Regions from separate parts of the Triticum aestivum genome. Here region 1 is linked to region 2. The links are chromatin contacts, called in public Hi-C maps. All regions are on one chromosome and are shown on one strand. Each heading gives the region's core, a stretch centred on a gene start, on an enhancer-like site or on the middle of the called end of the contact. The rest is flanking DNA. Distances are from core to core; before and after follow the strand shown.

What was found. A called contact is a pair of places that touch in the nucleus more often than the background predicts.
Region 1: a Hi-C map of leaf shows a contact between it and region 2, with 4 times the contacts expected there. The contact joins the promoter of LOC123061443 here to the promoter of LOC123061440 in region 2. A contact is called at or near these places in 3 of 5 Hi-C or Micro-C datasets (all in leaf).

What each region holds. Positions count from the first base shown.
Region 1 is chr3A:408,239,117-408,241,907 of IWGSC CS RefSeq v2.1, forward strand. It overlaps LOC123061443 (transcriptional corepressor LEUNIG), which reads right to left and starts at 1,351. Exons shown (of 17, transcript XM_044484560.1): 1 at 942-1,351. The coding sequence starts at 1,003.
Region 2 is chr3A:407,703,414-407,706,357 of IWGSC CS RefSeq v2.1, forward strand. LOC123061440 reads right to left here and starts at 1,673. Exons shown (of 5, transcript XR_006429000.1): 1 at 1,274-1,673; 2 at 1,134-1,190; 3 at 20-55. It overlaps LOC123061439, which reads right to left. Exons shown (of 1, transcript XM_044484547.1): 1 at 2,074-2,944. The coding sequence ends at 2,171.

The DNA.
Region 1 (2,791 bases), core at 101-2,600, 540 kb after region 2:
CAACATTATCGTACATGTCCTTGATGAGGGTAATGTACTTTGTTGAGACTTTGTGTTTCTCCAAGGCCCACCACATGACATTCTACGGTATCTTATCATAGGCCTTCTCCAAGTCAATGAACATCATATGCATGTCTTTCTTTTGCTACTTGTATCTCTCCATAAGTTGTACGAAGAAAATGGCTTCCATGGTCGACCTCCCAGACATGAAACCAAACTGATTTTTGGTCACGCTTGTCATTCTTCTTAAGCGGTGCTCAATGACTCTCTCCCAGAGCTTCATTGTATGCTCATTGGCTTAATTCCACGATAATTAGTACAACTCTGAACATCCCCTTGTTCTTGCAGGCTTTGTTGAATAATTTAATAAAAATGGCTGTGTGCATCATTTTTTATGCAGAGGCCGGGGGTCTCAGCCTCCTTTTCAGAAGAAAAAATTGTCATTAGTAGGCTTTTTTTTGCGAGAGAATTATCATTAGTAGGCTTGTGAAACTGCAACATCCAACGAAGCTACTTTGTGTTCAGCCCTCGTGAAAATATTATCAACTAATACAGAAGTACTAAAAAACCATCGTTTCACAATGGATTTTGACAAAAAGCGCAAACTCTAACATCAAAACCTAAGGTTTGGAACCAAATTAATTGTATACTAAAATCACTAATACAAACATACACAACAGTCTAGTAGGGAAGTGAATTTATACAGGACACAAACCGTGCCTGCAATTACTCGCTAAGCTGAGCCTACTGGGAAAAGAGGAGCTAAATGGAAACCGCTGAGAAATAGGAACTCCCACAAAACGATATTCCCCTCTCTCTCTCGCTGCTCGCAGGTACTAATCTATCACAATGCTCGCCCAGGAAGCACCGTGACCGCAGAACTCCACGAATCAACACAAGGAAGCATGCAACAAACCAAAGATTTTAGAAGATATCCTCACATCTTATCCGCCTCCCAGTTGGTCTGCGACTGGGACTGGGACTGAGACTGAGATTGCGACATGGCTCCGCACCCGGCGCCACAACCTAGCAAATCCGGAGGCGCCCACGAGAAAGGAGCCCGGCCAGGGTGGTGTTCCCCCCCGACAAGCGCCTCCGCCTCTACGGCGACTGGGCGCGGGCAGTGACGCGCTAGCTCCCCGCAGCCGCCGGGGAAGGTGGGCGCGCGTATCTCTCTCCCGCAGCGAGGGCGAGCCCTTAGGGGTGGCTGGGTGGGGGAGGCGAGAGGAGAAGGTTGGATGCGTCTGCAACGGCGGGACGGGAGGAGAGGGTGGAGCGTAGGCGTAGCAGAGAGAGGTGGGAGAGAAGTGGAGAGGAAAACAAAATCGACGAGAAGGAGAGGAGAGGGGGATTGGCCGCGCTGCGTGTACCAGAGACTTGTATGGAACTGATGGTTTGTGTATGACGCATGGGTCCAAGAATATTAATTCCGTCAAGGGGCCTACTGTCAATTCTTAGGGTTCAGCGTGGAAGCCATTCATACGCTTCTTTTTTCTTTTCTTTGCGGAGCTTTTACATCACGGAGGCTACTAGTAGAAACATAGAAACATGGTGATAAATTGCATACTTCCAAAAGAGCTGCGCAGCACGCAAGTAACGCACATCGGCACCACAACCGAAGAATTTGACTTCCTCAAAAAAAAATGACATCAAATTTGGACCCAGACGACGCCCTATATATGGTAGCTTTGTGACTGAGATTTTGATTTTAGAATATTGTAAAACATGACACATAAATGATCGCTTTGAACTACGTGTAGTGTAAAAAATGCTCTTATATTATGGGACAGATGCGAACCTACCTCTGATTGGATGATATGACGGCTCGGTTTCTTAAAGGTGCTCATAAGCACGCAAGACTTGGTTTCCGAGATATTCATGTTTTTAACATTGCTATGCTTGCAAGGCAGGTGTGGCGTCTGATTGAAAATCCAGACAGCCTGTGCGCACAGCTCTTGAAGGCCAAGTACTACCCGAAGAGTTCTATTCTGGATGCGGGCCAGGTCACAAACATGTCCTACGCGTGGTGCAGCATCACCTACGGAATTGACCTAGTCAAGTAAGGGATGATATGGCGTGTGGGAGACGGGGCAAGCATTCGCATTTGGGACGATCCATGGATACCCAGAGCTTGGTCTAGGCGAGTGATCACCCCTCGTGGAGGAAATCTTTTGACCAGGGTCTCTGAGCTCATAGATCCATCGACCGGCAAGTGGGACACGGAACTGGTCCGAGGTATCTTTTGGGAGGAGGATGCGGAATTGATCCTTCAAATGCCTCTACGAGATGGAGCAGTTGACTTCCTGGCCTGGCACTTTGACCCCAAGGGTGTATTCTCCGTCAAGCAGGCGTACAAGCTGAAGAGGGCACTAGCCGAGTCCGGGGCTGCACAAGGGGATGGGATTCCTTAGGTGGCCGGTGACCTAGAGGGTGGAGGGGAGGCAAAGTGGAAGAGGATATGGAAACTGCCATGCTCGGGCAAGGTTAGGCATTTTATGTGGCGCCTTGCACATAACACACTAGCCACTAAAGATATTCTTTGTCGAAGGGGAATGGCAATTGAGGATCACAAGTGTTACTTGTGCAATACGAGAAACGAGTCGGCTAAACACCTGTTTGTGGAATGCCACGAAATTAAGCAGGTGTGGCGGGGCCTTGGCCTTGAGTATGCTAGACAGCGACTGACAAAGTGCGATAGTATTCACACAACCTTGGAATATTTGTGGCAGCTCGTCGAAAAGGACCGGATGGCTATCATTATCATGTGGTGGCAGTGGTGGACTCAGCGCAA
Region 2 (2,944 bases), core at 423-2,922:
AGATTACAAAGTGGCTTACATGATGAGCGCAGGGTGAAGGTCTTCACATGCAAACCTGCATCACATAGCTTTTGTTTTCAGTTAACCAAAATAACAAAATGTGGATGTCTTAACAGTTTGCTGTCAATTTTCGACTGAGTTTACTGAACTTGTTAATTTTACTGAGCAAAATCCATCACTAGTGACTGAATTTTTATTTTATTGAATTTATTTGGAATAATGTCAACAGGGATACTACAAGGACTAACAAGAAGTTGCTCCTGTAGAATAAAGATCAGGAGCAAATCTGCTCCTACAGAGAGGAAAACAAAAATAAGCATCAATAATTGGCATGTTCTGTATTGATCTTAGCTTATTTGAATTAGTTAACATTACGAATTGCATATACTAAAGCAAACTTGTGACTAAATTTTTGTATAGTCACTTTTGACTAACTTTATTTGAGTTTATTTGGAATTATTCTTCTTCTACTCTTACTACTACTGTCAACATTCAATTTTGACCTGGAAACAGGGGGACTAGGTGAAAAAAAATTCTACTGAATTAAATTGATTAAGTTGGAATCTCTCTTTTCTATAGGAGTTAACTGAATTTTGTACTGAACCCAATCTACAGGAGTTGATTGAAATAGTGAATGCATCCATGGATGATGCTACCTAAAACATGTAAGCAGAGATCTACTCCAATTCATGAACAGTAAACTGTCCCAGTGATGCACACAATTGAGCACACAGTAAACTGAATTCATAGACTGAATTTTACTGAACTTGGTAATTTTACTAAGCACACAATTGAAGTGCTTGTGCATTTAATCTCCACTTCTTTTCTTTTGATAGTGAAATTCAATCTGAATTTTGTAAGCAGAGAAGCAATGTAGTGACTGTACTCCAAGTTAAATTCTGGCAATGTGTACACAAAGTAGTGACTTTGTCACCAACTGAACTCAATTATCACCAATACTGTTTATACTGAATTTATAATGTATGTTTATCTACTGTATGTTCACCAATACTGGAAGCATGCAAAGTGCAAGGCTAACTGAATCTATACTGTATGTTCATCTACTGTACTCCATCTCCATGGCTAACTGAAATTTGTCAGTACTATACTCGTACTCCATATACATGGCTCACCTGCACCAAAAGAAGCAGCATCCATTCCTCTGCAATACTCCATTCCTCCTCCAATCTCTGCACAAACCAATCGCTGCAAAAAATCAGCTCACCTGCTTGCTTCAACAGACAGACATCACCTGTAAATTCAGAAGACAGACTTGCGCTGTGGGCGAGCGGGGAGCAGAAGCAGAAGCGGCAGCGGCGGCGCTGGTGGAGCCAAGAGTGCAGGTCCTCCATCATCAGCCCACCAGCTCGAGGAGCAAGATGAGCTGCTGGAGCAAGTCTTCGTCTTCCCCATGCCCTGGTCGTCTTTCCCATGCCACCGCCGCCGGAGCTCGAGGTCTGGAGGAGGTGCTCGAGGACGAGGAGCGGGCCATCGAGCGCCGCCGCCGGAGCTCGAGGTCTGGAGGGGGTGCTCGAGAACGAGGAGCGGGTCATCGAGCGCCGCCGACGCAGCCGGCAAGGCACGAGCTTTACAGAAAAGGAGATCCTTCCCTCTTGATCTCCTAGTGCGGACGCAGAGAAGCAGCGAGACGAGGGGGAGAAGGCGGCCGACATGCGGCGAGGCGACGGAGCAGGCGGCCAGGCGACGGAGCAGGCGGCCGGCGCGTGGCGAGGCGACGGAGCAGAGAAGCAGACGGAGGGAGGGCTGCGTAGTTTGTCGGGAGAAAGAGGAGGTGATTTTCGCAAAATGTCGTCAGGGACAACTTTTCCCGAACGGAGGGAGTACTAGTTATGTTACCCCGCTATGGCCAGCCTTATATAGCTTTGCTACGAGGATCCTGGGCCGACATGTCAGTGGACCAATGGCACCTAGAGTACGTCAAGGGATCTGTGTCCATATGAGTCCTCGGACCCTACCATTGTTAGAAAGAAATCTTTTGCACTTGCATCTCTACCCCTCTTCTTAAACTACTCTACAGTTCAGTTCATAATAAGAGTATACCAAATCCGGTAATGAGTCATGACCGCTAAATCAATACCATAATCATAGCGCAGACTAACACATGATTTTGATTGGTTCATACGTCTCCGTACATGGAATGCGTACGCAGTCAAATGAAGCCGCCGAGGGAGAGGCTGAGGGTGGCCTGAAGGTCGAGCCGCCAGAGGTAGCCACCAGCGTCTAGCCGCCACACGTCGCACGGGGCCACGAGGGAACCTCGGCGAGGGCATGCGTACGGGACGCGCACCCGACAGGTGAAACCGGCACAGGAGCCCCACGCCGGCACGGGGGCGCCATCCTTGGCGGCGAGCACCACCCGCACCTCGGAAGCGGCCGCCGACGGGGCCATGGCTGCGTCTACGTCCTCCCTACCGGACACTGCCCGGTTGAAAGCCACGTTTGTCCACGTGACGCGGCCGCACTGGTCGGACACGAACGTTGGGGCCTCGTCGCCGCCGCAGGCCGCAGCGTACGGCGCCTCGCCGTCGCGCCAGATGCCTGTGACGTCCTCAACCGTCACCCAGGACACCGCTTGCCGCAGCGCCTGCGGCGGCAGGACCAGTCCGGCAACGTGGGCAGGCGCCAGATTCGCCACCGGCGCCGCCCCACCGAACCCCTCCTCTGCCGGCAGCACAGGCATGAGCGGCAGGGGTGGAGGAGGCGACGAGTCGACGGACGTCATCCCCGACGAGGAGGAGGACGGCGAGGACAAAGGCTTGTCCTGCACGTAGTCCAACTTTTGCGTCGTCGGTGCAGCCACCGTGGCCTGCTTCTTGGGCTTCCGTCCCCTCCTCCCGGTACCCCCTGGCCCTGCAACCGCCTTCCGTCTCCCCTTCCCCTTCCCAGCGGGCACGGCCGGCATCGGCGCAGGCGCCATCACCGC